Linked DNA regions of Mus musculus: region 2 is linked to region 1. The links are chromatin contacts, called in public HiChIP or PLAC-seq maps. All regions are on one chromosome and are shown on one strand. Each heading gives the region's core, a stretch centred on a gene start, on an enhancer-like site or on the middle of the called end of the contact. The rest is flanking DNA. Distances are from core to core; before and after follow the strand shown.

Region 1 (6,054 bases), core at 2,232-4,731:
ACCCATAAGGCAACGAGGCAAGGGCCACATGAGCCCAACCCCTACCAGAGTGGAAACATCACTTTCTGTTACAGAACACAAGAAAAAAAGGGAAAAGTGTCCCTGGAGCTAGGGTAGTGAGCCCAAGCCAGGCAGCACAAGTTCATGGTGCTCCGTCAGTGAGCTCTATGTTTGTGGACAGGACAGTCTCCTAAAATTCCTCCTTCTAAGGCCCCTGGTGGTTCACTTACTCTCCAGTCTATTTTCCTGCTCCCCCAAAGTCCAGCTGCCCAGAGACCCTGTGTGATCAGAGCCTCCTCTGGGACAGCTGTGGCCCCGAGAGCAGCCACCCACCAGGATTCCTGTAGCTCTTGTTCCTAAAAACATGTCAGCAGACAAGGCCTCTGACTTTGCTCCGGGAATCATACAGCAGTTCTGCTAGTACTGCAGCTCACTTGGGGCACTGCTAGAGGGGAGGACATGGTGGACTGGGGAGCGGAGGGGTTAGTCTACCTCTGCCTTCCTGTCATCAGTAGGTGGCTGAGCCTGGACTTCACACTCCCTGGAAGAACAAGGACTTGCCTATTTTGTGTCCTCAGGGCTTGGGGCATTTGAGAAATGCTTCTTAAATAAGTGCTGGAAGTTGTCAGGCCAGCAGCAACGCAGACAGGAGCCCAGCTACATCTGGGATGATGCCCAGTTCCCTGAACTCCAGCCCTATAGGGCCAAGCAAACCAGCCCAGGTCTTGAAAGAACACTGCTTCTGTCTGGAGAAAAGGCCTAGCTCCTCCTTTAAGGGCACGCTGTGAGGCTTCCTGCTTCCTGTTCCCTGGAGCTGGTAACCTTGACTACAGTCGGTCAGGTGATCCTGGGGGCCAGCTCTATCAGAAATGAAACCCACATTCCAGGAGCCCCATGCTCACCTCTAACCGGTTCATTAAGTAGTCTGCCCACTCCTTGCTCCTGGGGTACAGCTTTCCACTCTATGTGCTCCAACCACGTCCTCAAAAACATCCTGGTATCTCCCTAGCAAGTGCCCCTGGGCCTCTGGCTCTTTAGCCTCCAGGGTCAAGGATTAGGAGGGGTCTAAAGGGCTTCTTGGTAGGCCTACGCCCCTCTCCAGGGAAGATACCCTAGCAGGACCCTGAGTCCCACCCCACCCCCATGGGCACTAAGCCAGAGCAGAGGGCTGGGGTTGGAGAATAAGGGAAGGTATGTGTCCTCATTGCAGAGAGGAACAGGCTCAGGGAGAGAGCAAGAACTCAGTGCTGTTTCTAGCCCCACCACCCTAGGACAGAATCCTCAAATAGCCAAGGTGTGTGTGTGTGTGTTCGCACGCAAATTCCCTTCGCACCTGGGCCTGGTGGAACTCCTATCCAGGTTGACAAAAAACGACAAAAGACCCAGGGCCAAGTCTGATGTTTAATGAAAAGACCTAGGACAACAGAGCTGTATGAAGGGGTGCTTCTGGGGACAGAAAGGAGAGACTCCAAGAGTGCATTCAGGATGCTCAGAACTCTCTGAGGGTAGCCCACTGTCCACAGCTTCTCCACTAGATGGCCTTATCGCGGCACCTCTGCAGTAGATAAAAACCTTAGCAGGGGCAGGAAAGACCTTGACCACAGCCCTTCACTGCTCTGCCCTACTGACCACTCACCGTTCAGGATGTGTAATTGGTCCGCAGTCTCGCAGAAACCTAGGGGCCCAGGCAGTAGTAAGAGGGGGTCGGGCGTCACCCAGGAGGGTCACGGGCTGGGGACACTCACCATACTTGGGAAAGAAAAGAATCTGATCTTCTGTCAGGTTGGCTTCCCTGACTCGCCGCTCAAACACATCCAGGACAGAGTCATTCACTGGCAGTGAGCGGACTGTGGGGTAGGCAGAGTTCCAGTGCTTTCAACATGGCAGGGAACCCAGGACACACAGCCAGGTCAGCTGTGTGTCCCTGCCCCATCCAGTTCCCACCCCATCCCATGTGTAGCTGTTCATCAAGGGTGCCTACTGCCAAGAGTATGGGGATAGAAAAGGAATGAGAAGGGGTGTGTGTCCATCTGGGGACGCCCTGTCCATCAAGGTGGACCTGGAGGATGCAGAGCACAGGTCATGTGTGAAAAGCACAGGCCATGTATGATCACAGGACTAGTCCGCACCGTATAGTTTCACAGACAGCTTCCTTCCCTGTTCCAGGTACAGGATGGCAAAGCTCTGATAGTCAGTCTCAGCAACCACCATATGCACTGGTCCACGGGCCCGTGAGACTGCGGCAGAACCACAACAGCACATCAGTCCTTTCCCCTCTGCCTCCAGCCCAGAGCCCTCTCCCTTGATGCCCCTGCCTCACCTTGGAACAAGAAGCGGCCAGGGACCCCTGTGTTCTCAAAGAGTTGGCGTACCTGCCAACATATCCCATCTCTGGGGAGGGGAAGAAGGTATGTCATAAGAGGAGGCACCCAGACTCTAGGAACCCCAACCCAGGAGAGGCCATATGGGATAGCTATCTAGGCCACAGAAGAGCTAGAGATGAGGTTTAGAGTCAGGAGGGCAGAGTAAGATGGGCTCAGGGGCTGGGATGAAGTCCTGCTGGGACTCACAGCTTTCGGAAGGTGCTGACAGCCATAGCTGCACCCTGGGGAGCTGCGTGCAATGTGGTGGCCTCAGCTCGGTGTCCCTGCTCCTGAAGAAAGCGGCACGAAGAGCCCACAGCCACCAGGAGCCATGTCCCTGCAAACTGGAAGTTGACTATGAGTGCTCAGGACTGGGGAAATGGGGCACCCTGGACCAATCCCGCCAAGCTAGGCAGGTTCTTATTGCTCTTTTACCTACCCCCACTCACTCCCAGATTTTACCTTCTGAGCACTGAAATTGACCTGGGCCTGGATAGTGCTGATGGGGGAGGTAGACCCAATAGGCTTTCGAGTCCTTTGGCCCAGCGAACTGGCTGTCAAGAGCAGGGTGAAGAACAACACAGCCCCTGGAGACAGCATGGCCAACCTGCTACGGACAGTAGGTGACAGGACAGCGAGGTGGAGGGGTGCACTGTCCTAGGTCAGAGTCCACTGTCCAGTGCCACAGGAAGCACAGTCCAGGAAGTCCACATCTGTCTTCCGATTACTGAACCCCTAACCCAAGCCAGGGTCCATCCTAGAACCTAGCCTTGATAGGAGCTGGGCATTGTGTCCCAAGTGCAAAGTTAAGAGTTGACCTCTGCACCCCTATTTCCACTTGTGGTCAGTGCTCAACCCTATGCATGCAATAACTGTCTTTAACTCCACAACCAACAAGAACGTGCTCATAAAGTCACTTGTTCAAAGCCCAGCAGCAGAGAGAGCAGAGGCAGAGTCTCGAACCGGCCCAGCTGAGCCTGGCTCAATCCTCCGTCCTTTAGGGTAGCCAGGAGTGAGTACTGTTCTGTGAGTCAGAACGCTCGGAAAGTAAGAGTTTGCGCAGGCGCATAAGAAACGCTGGCTGCTAGTCGGAGCCTGAGGCGCAGGCGCAAGACGGGGAAGGGGGGGGGGGGGGAACGGTCCATCGATGCCTCGGGGCTCTCAGCGTCGAGCCTGGCGCCTCCATAAAGACGTGGAGGTGGAGACTAGAGCGGCGGCGGAAGCCGGGCGCAGCGCAGCGGGCAGAGGCACCGCGGTGAGTCCCGGCTTTGGCCCCGCCGTGCTCACTCACCTGTGTCATCTGCCCTGTCCCCAGTCACCAGCCTTGTGCCCCATTACTCCCAGTCCTGCATTCACCAGCCTTCTGCCACCTTCGGTGTCCCTTGTCCCCGATCGTGGCCTTCGTTTATTTTCTCGGGCCTGGTCCCGGTCATGGGCCTCGCTCTGCCTTGTCCTACTTTAACTGGCTTTTGTCACCTTCACGGGCTTTGTTCACTGTCACCATATTTTTTTCCTGCAATGTCTACACTTGTACAGCCTTTGGTGGCCTTATCTGGCCAGTGATGGCCTTGGCAGGTTGACGTCGTCCCAATCCACCCTCCGGTGTTCAGTGGGTGAATGAAGGAGCTGCTGCCCACTCTAGCTAAGCAGCAAAGCGTGGTCCCTGATGTCTCCTCTGACATTCAGAAACCCCAATCACTCTTAACCACCCTCCTGGCCAGGCTGTCTCCTGAGTCCAGAACGACATATGCCACTGGCTAGCAGGAACCCCTTCTCAGAAGAAAGTCAGCCTTGGCCTGAAGTCCTATAGCAGCAAGGTCAAAGACAGGGTGGGCTGCTAAACCTTGGACCTGCCAGTTTGAGCAGCCCAGACCTGTTTGCTTGTCTTGTGCTCACCTGCCTCCCTGTGCCCTGTAGCATTGGGGAAGGCATCAAAGGCCCCCACCTGGAAAGTGGGGCTGCCCCCCACTTCGCAGGTTCTACCTGGCCTAGTAGTACTCAGGGGCTTGCTGTCTGGTCCAGCAAGTCCTTTGGTGTCCTGGAGAATGTAAGGTGGTGCAACGTTACTGCCTGGGTCCTTCAAGAAGTGTTGGGTCTGTGGTGGGGCAGTGCTACTTGTACACACAAAGAGAGATGCACACATCCCTCCCCTCCCCCCGCACATGCTCAGTGCAGTGGAATTCTCCGGTGGGCAGTTGGTGGGGCTAGCTAGGACTGCCATGTCTGGAACCCCAGACTATCAGTCTCTCCCTGGGGTTGGCGATGAGGAGGCTTGGGTTCAGAGCCGCCACTGGTGGGTTTCAGGACCGTCTGGGCAGAATGTCACGATGGATGAGGGGGGCCTGCCCCTGCTCCCCGACAGCCTTGTCTACCAGATCTTCCTGAGTTTGGGCCCTGCAGATGTGCTGGCTGCTGGGCTGGTATGCCGCCAATGGCAGGCTGTGTCCCGGGATGAGTTCTTATGGAAGGAGCAATTCTACCGCTACTACCAGGTGGCTCGAGATGTGCCCCGCCACCCAGGTCAGTACACACACCCCTAAACCTGCTGGCTCAGGGCAGGGGCTCATGGCCCAAGGACACACGGGCCATATTGGGGAAGAGGGAGTCTCTGTGAGCAGAAGGGTGCCCCCTGTGGCTGAGACCTAATTAGTGAGTCGTGAGTTCCAGAGTCCCTACAAAACATCTCCCAGTAGCCATGCTGTCTGTCGGCTCTCAATCTTGACTAGTGAGGGAGCCTTGCATGCAGGAGTGACACTATATTGCCCACAGCGGCCACATCCTGGTATGAGGAGTTCCGGCGGCTCTATGACATGGTACCCTGTGTGGAGGTGCAGACACTGAAGGAGCACACTGACCAGGTCCTGCACCTCAGCTTCTCCCACTCGGGGTACCAGTTTGCCTCCTGCTCCAAGGACTGCACGGTGAAGGTGAGGGTGCCTCTCCCATGCAGCAGAACTCAGTGGGAAGAGAAGCCAATGGTGAGAGAAGCAGAGAGGGCCACATAGTGCCTGGAGGCCTGCTCTGGACCACACAAGACCCAAAGCTTAGAACAGCTCTAATCTCTAGCTCCCAGGGTCAGCCCTCTACATTGGTACGATGTCATAAGAGTGGGTGGTAAAGACCTAGGCCAAGGTTCTTGCCCCATGAGGACCCAGAACCCTCAATGGAGAAGAGTCAGGATTTGCTGTGCTGCCAGAGTGAACTGGCCTGGTAATTACCCTGCAGCCTTTCTGGAACAGATCTGGAACAACGACCTGACCATCTCACTGCTGCACAGTGCAGATATGAGGCCATACAACTGGAGTTACACCCAGTTTTCCCAGTTCAACCAGGATGACTCACTGCTGCTGGCCTCAGGGGTGTTCCTGGGGCCACATAACTCCTCCTCAGGCGAGATAGCTGTCATCAGCTTAGGTAAGTGTGGGCATTGGGTTGGGCTACCTGTCCCATTGTGCCCTGCCAGCAGTCTGCCCAGCTGTGGCCTTCCCCCCAGACTCCTTCGCCCTGCTGTCCCGTGTGCGAAACAAGCCCTATGATGTGTTTGGCTGCTGGCTCACAGAAACCAGCCTCATTTCGGGGAACCTGCACCGCATTGGAGATATCACCTCCTGCTCAGTGCTGTGGCTCAACAATGCCTTCCAGGTTCAGACCGGGACAGGGACAGGCTGGGCAGACAAGTGGGGTAGGGCAG
Region 2 (6,054 bases), core at 1,438-3,937, 1.4 Mb after region 1:
CCCAGGACTGTGCAGATCATGACAAACTTCTCTGTAGCCCTGGGAAGATGGAGCCTTGATGGCCAGCCTCACAGGAAGGTAGGTGTCCAGTTAACAGCTCAGTGTTCTCATCAGCATCAGAAACACTTTTCCAGGTCTCATATGAGAAGCCCGACTTTCCAGGCAAATCTGATTTGCAAACTCAGTTCTACTTCTGTTTTCTAAAGACATGGATCTGTGATACTATCTGACAACACCTTAGAGTAACACTCCACTTTCCAACACATTAGATCCTTTCACTTAGAACGTTGGACTATCAGCACCTTCCTCATTGACAAATTTGTTTTCAAGGGTGCAGATGAATATCCAACACAAAAGCTCCCAGGACTGGTCACACTGAGGCCACTGGAAGGCTCCCTGATGCCTGACACTGGATCAGAAGAGCAGGAGTCACATCTCAGAAGCTCCTGTGGTATCCTCTGCTAACTTCCAGGTGGACTCTGAGGCTAATCCCTTAAGAAGGAACCTTCATTGGGAATTTTGGTTTTAAGCAGCAGGCCATCTACAGTACGGGCATCTTTCCACTGATGTGTAGCTGAAATCTAACTCCAGACCTGAGATGCCCTGGACACCAAGCAGTAGGAGACCCAGGGTTTCCTCCTGGGTGGTGGACACTGGCAAGTCCAGGAGCCCAAGCCAGTTACTTAGTGGGAGTGGCTACTGTATTCCCCACAAAAGCCTGTCCAGTCCCAAGATTTGGCTTCTTTCATTTAAATCAAAACAAAGTACATGGAGGACTTCATAAAAGATGAACTCTTTCTCCAGTTGAAATCTATCATTAGATAGTTGGCAGCTTCTTGGAGATAATTCATCTGATCTGGGTTGTGAAATCCACTTGCAAAATGGTGGGTTTTCCAGCTGAAGATCCTGAGGTGAGCCGCTCACAAACTTGGCTATGAAGCCATCTTCTTAGAGAGCTGCTACTCAGGAAGATAAAACTGGGTCACTGAGAATTATGTCAACGAAACCCATCACAAGAGGAAGACCTTGGTCCATACAATTTTAAAATTATGTATTTAATGCAAAATCGTGGCATTAGAAACTTTTCCAAAAGGGGTAGAAATGCCTTTAAAAAGATCAGCTCACAGGAAAATGGTTCAACAGAACTGAAGGTGAACATGGGGAGGTGACACCCCTCAAAAGGAGGGGTAGAGAAGCTCATTTGAAGATGGTCACACACACCCAACCTTCGAGTACTCTAGGCCAAAAAATGCCTCCTCGTATCACCGACAGCCACGAACACACTAAGTGAACCAAAACTGGCTGGCGGGTGGGCCCCGGCACCATTCAGCCTCCAGGGCTAGTTCAGGTTATATTATGACTTCGCAGATCTAACGGGACAATTTCAGAAGTCAAAGCCTCACACTCACACAACTCCCACCCCATCCGTCGAACTTAATTGTAAAAAGTGGTGCCACCTGCGCCTCTCTCCGGCTCTAACCCTGCCCAGCTAGTCGCTCGGGCCCAGACTCATCCCAGGCCTTCCCTGCGGTTCACAAGCCACCTGTACACTTGGGAAGGCGAGCCAAGGGGCAGGCTCCTCTCCTTCGGCAGCGTGGACCCAGATCGGGCAACCGGAGCAGAGTCCACGCAAAGAAGGAAGGGCCAGGACGGTCCTGGACAAGGGCGGAGGGGCCACGCAGCGGGGCGCACAGAGTACCCCCTTCCCCAGAGGTCCCCAAGGAGCCGCCGCGGTTCAGAGGGCAGAGGGCACAGAGCAGCACCGCGGGCCCCGGGAGCCTCCCTGGCCGCCACCCCCAACCCCCCGCCCAGCCTCCCCTCGGATTTCTCCGTAGAGCTAGGCAGGACGGCGAGGACGGGCGTCCGTGGGGCCGTGACGGCCAGCGGGCTGTGGGGCAGGCCGCACCTGGTCGGCGAAGTCCTCGGCCGTGCCCATCAGGTCGTTCTGTCCCATGGCGGCGGCGGAAGGCTCAGCTGGCAGGTCCTGGGCGCTCGCGCCTGCTGCGGCCTCCACAGGAAGTACCCGGCGGCCGGCCTCGCTGAGCCGCGGCTGCTCTAGCGGCTGCCACGTAGGCCAAGCCTTAAAGGGACCGCGCCTCCCGCCGCGCCCCGCCCCGCCTGCCGCGCGCCCTCACGCTCCAGGCCCCGCCCGCCACGCTCGAGGAGCCTGGCGCCGGCGCACCGCCCTTCACGAACAGGCCCCGCCTCCGCCGCGCGCCCTTCACAGGTAGACCCCGCCCCCACACCCCAGGCCCCGCCCCTCCAGCCCCTACGGACCACCCCTAGCCCTTCAGCCTCTAGAACCCGAAGCGCTGACCACTTTCCACCCTCACCAAGCAGCAGGTCCCGCCCACCGTGCTGGTAGACTTCCTGCCACCTGTGTCTCCCGCCCGTAGTACTTGCGGCCCCGCCTGCCGCGTCGTCAGTCTCTGCCCCGCCCTCCACCCTACCCAACACACCGGGGCCCTGCCCTTCGTCCGAAACACGGCTCCCTATTCTCTGTGGCTTCTTTAAGGGGCATAGTACGAGTATGCCATGTACGAGCCAAAGTGCTAAGCAGACACGCCCCGGGTTGAGGGTTATGGAAGGCAGGTGGAGGGGCTGAGGAGGTGGGGTGGGCACACGGAGCAGTCACTACCGAGCATGCTCAAACGAGGGTTCGACTACCGGCCTGGCTCGAGGGCTTTGCCCGGTAGTAGGACAGTGAGGCAGTGTCTCCACGAGATACCATGGAAAAATATCAGGTGCTGAGATGCCCCCACAACCAAGGTCCAGTGTCCTTGGGCAGCGGGACAGGTCCGAGGGCCACACAGCCAGGCCCAGCCTCCATCACAGGGTGACCCTATGATCCCCGCATGTTTCCTCCTCCGAGTTCTCCTCCTTTGAGTCCTCCCAGGGCCTCAGTTTCCCTCTAAAATGATGACCAACCCCCAAGTCTGACCACTGGTTGGAGAATGGTGCACGTGCCCTTCCCCTTCCCTCCATGTATGGGGTCTTTAAAGGCAGAACCTGAGTGGTTGTTTTTTTAATCGCTTTTTTCCTCACATGTCAGCCTCATTAATTGTTAGACTCGGCTTATAAAAGCTTCAGTTTCGCTCATTTTCTTTTCCTCTTTTCCAGTATTCTTTGAGAGAAGGCTTACATGCGTTAGCCAAGCAAATGCACTTCTGATGGCCAGAAATGTTTAGAGAAAAACAAAAAACAAACCACTGCTCACTACCTGGGCTGAGCTCCAACGGACACCCTGTATTCCCTGTATGCTAATTATCCTTCCCGTACTGCCTACATATCTTGTCCCCTACCCCACGCTGACAGTGGCCTCTGTACTCAGGCCTCAGCCACCTTCTACCTGACAGCACTGATCTTGTAGAGTTCTGGCTTACAGACCAGTTCTGAAGGTGTGGCTTCAAAGATGAGCTCTGGCTCAGACCCCAGTCCCACAGCCACAGGCAAGGACCTTGCTCCTAGGCCCCAGTATCTATCTCTCAAGTGAATTGTAGGCAGCACCAGTGCAGGTTACAGAGGATGGCTGGGAAGCACTTCCTTCAGTACTGTGCCCTAGACGAAGCTATGACTGCACCAGTTACACAAATCACAGGCCTTGTTTGGATGTTCATTTTGGCGAAGGGTACTAGATGGGGTATCACTAGGGTTAAGAGCCACTTCTGCCCCCAGCCCCACCCCCCAACTGTCTCTTACCTATAAGGCTGCCCCTGTAGGCTTGGGGAAGGCCATAGGCTATAAAATAAGAGTTCCAGAATGGGCTTCGAGGGAAATTGTATTGGCCCCACCCTGGAAGGCTTCTCAATCCATCACCTAAGGCCATTTCCTCTACAACAAAATTGAGAGAAGAAGCCATACTTGGGGGTGGAGTGTGGAACCATCACATGTAGGAAGTAGAGAATAATGTGACGTTCTCAAAGTCTCTCTCTTCCTTGAGGATAGCTATTGCAAATGCTGAATCCTGGAGCCTTAGGGGTGAACCTGGTGGTGGAAGAACTGGAAACTGAAACCAAGTTCTTGATAAAGCAGGTAAGGTGCAGAGCCCCTTGCTCCCAAGTTACAGAGGTCTCTCAGACTCCAGAAATCCCCAGACAAGCCCCGTTGAGGCAAGTTGTAGCCTGAGACTTCTGGAGTTCTCTCTTATTCCTCTCACTCTGGTGCTAACCACACACTAACCACAATGCTCACCCACATGCCTGCGGTCATCTCACTGAACCCATCAACCCTGCCAACCCAGAACAAAAACCCCAATCTCACAGCCAAAGATGGTGAGACTCAGGAGTCCCATCCTCACCCAGGTTGCAGTTTCCCAAAGGACTGGAATTTAATAAGGGGTACAAGTCTCTTCTTTCTTTCTTTCTTTCTTTCTTCCTTCCTTTCTTTCTTTCTTTCTTTCTTCCTTTCTTTCTTTCTTTCTTTTTTTTTTTTTTTTTTTTTTTTTTTTGGTTTTTCGAGAGACAGGGTTTCTCTGTATAGCCCTAGCTGTCCTGGAACTCACTCTGTAGACCAGGCTGGCCTCAAACTCAGAAATCCTCCTGCCTCTGCCTCCCTGTACCACCACTGCCCGGCAAGGTGTACAAGTCTTACCAAACAGGAAAGGGGCAGAGAGGGTCCCAGAGGCTGAGCACCAGGCACACAACTAGCACAGCTGGGGTGGGTGCAGGCCCACAAGAGTACCCTAGAAAGGAGTACTGCTATACTAGTCCCTGTGCACCTTCCTCTGCAGTGCTGACAGGGACCTTGGGGATGGGGTCTGACCTCCCAGCAGCCTCAGCCCAGGAGATTTGGGCCTGGAGTGTTTTATCCACCTCTATTGCCAGTTAACTGTGGGGTCAGCTCTCTTATGTCACAGGCCAGCAGCCAAAGTGGCTGCCTGTCTTCTGAAAAGTTAAAGGAGGGGTGGTGGTGGTGGTGGTGGTGGTGGTGGTGGTGGTGGTGGTGGTAGTGGTGGTGGGGGTGGTATTTTGTTGTTTAAAGCTAGCCACACCAGACATGTACTCAGCATTTGGAAGAAAGATAAGGAAAGCTGAAGTTCAAGGCCAGCTTGGGCTACACAGTAAAACCCTTGTCTCAACAAGCAAACACAAGCAAAATTAGCCATCTGGGTTTTCTAAATAACAATTAGGTGAGGGGTTATAGGCAGGAGCCTGTGTGGCTTTCCAGTCTCTTATGTCTGTAAGAATGGTACTGAGGTTGACAACACTGACATTGTCTCCTGTTGTCACCACAGCTTCCTCCTCTCCTATCTGACAGCTGTGTCTCCTCGAAACTGCTTCCTGTGCTGCAGTTGGCCCAACCTGTCCAATCATGGGGTTTTAGCTCAATTTGTCTTTCACCAGCATAAGCAACTGTGATAAATATCTTTAGAGATCTTTACAGGGTCTTCCTCCCCTTGAGCATATATCACTTCCTTAGTAAGAAAATCCATGGAGTAGGACTTCAGAAGATATTGAAAGAATTTTCTTCTGTTTGTTTGTTTGTTTTGAGGACCTCTCTATGTAGCCCTGACTGTCCTAGAACTCAATATGTAGACCAGACTGACTTCACACTCAGAGCTCCATCTGCCTGCCTCTTCCTCCAGGGTGCTGGGATTAAAAGCATGCACTATTATACCACTGAGCTACATCCTGTCCCCAACATTACCGGTTCAACTAACTCCCCCCCCACACACACATCCCGACACCTTTGTTTGTTTGTTTGTTTGATTGATTTGGTGTTTGGAGGCAGGGTTTCTCTGTATAGCCCTGGCTGTCCTGGAACTTACTCTGTAGACCAGGCTGGCCTCGAAATCAGAGATCTACCTGCCTCTGCCTCCTTAGTGCTGGGATTAAAGGCATGCGCCACCACCACCACTGGGCCAATTTATTCTTTATGTTATTTTAGAATAAGTGCTTTAAGTTTGTTTGTTTTATTAAGATTTATTTATTTATTTATTTAATGTATATGAGTACACTATAGCTGTACTGATGGTTGTGAGCCATGATTTGGTTGCTGGAAATTTGAATTCAGGACCCTGCTTACTCCGGCCTAAAGATTTATTTATTATTATGA

What was found. HiChIP or PLAC-seq counts read pairs in DNA pulled down with a chosen protein or histone mark.
Region 2: a contact with region 1 is called in an H3K27ac HiChIP or PLAC-seq map of microglia, with 5 times the contacts expected there. The contact joins the promoter of Stkld1 here to the promoter of Fbxw5 in region 1. A contact is called at or near these places in 2 of 39 promoter capture datasets (liver and pre-B cells) and 1 of 115 datasets of contacts at active chromatin or transcription factors (microglia).

The regions. Positions count from the first base shown.
Region 1 is chr2:25,497,269-25,503,322 of GRCm38.p6, forward strand. Fbxw5 (F-box and WD-40 domain protein 5) reads left to right here and starts at 3,482. Exons shown (of 9, transcript NM_013908.5): 1 at 3,482-3,618; 2 at 4,668-4,883; 3 at 5,133-5,290; 4 at 5,603-5,777; 5 at 5,857-6,005. The coding sequence starts at 4,691. C8g (complement component 8, gamma polypeptide) reads right to left here and starts at 3,238. Exons shown (of 7, transcript NM_027062.2): 1 at 2,826-3,238; 2 at 2,571-2,707; 3 at 2,321-2,391; 4 at 2,130-2,237; 5 at 1,746-1,847; 6 at 1,637-1,675; 7 at 1,382-1,555. The coding sequence starts at 2,963. The coding sequence ends at 1,542.
Region 2 is chr2:26,931,369-26,937,422 of GRCm38.p6, forward strand. It overlaps Stkld1 (serine/threonine kinase-like domain containing 1), which reads left to right and starts at 2,688. Exons shown (of 19, transcript NM_001379463.1): 1 at 2,688-2,744; 2 at 3,946-4,032. The coding sequence starts at 2,730. Surf4 (surfeit gene 4) reads right to left here and starts at 2,143. Exons shown (of 6, transcript NM_011512.3): 1 at 1,907-2,143. The coding sequence starts at 1,954. It overlaps Gm36591 (a long non-coding RNA gene), which reads right to left and starts at 1,900. Exons shown (of 2, transcript XR_374179.1): 1 at 1-1,900.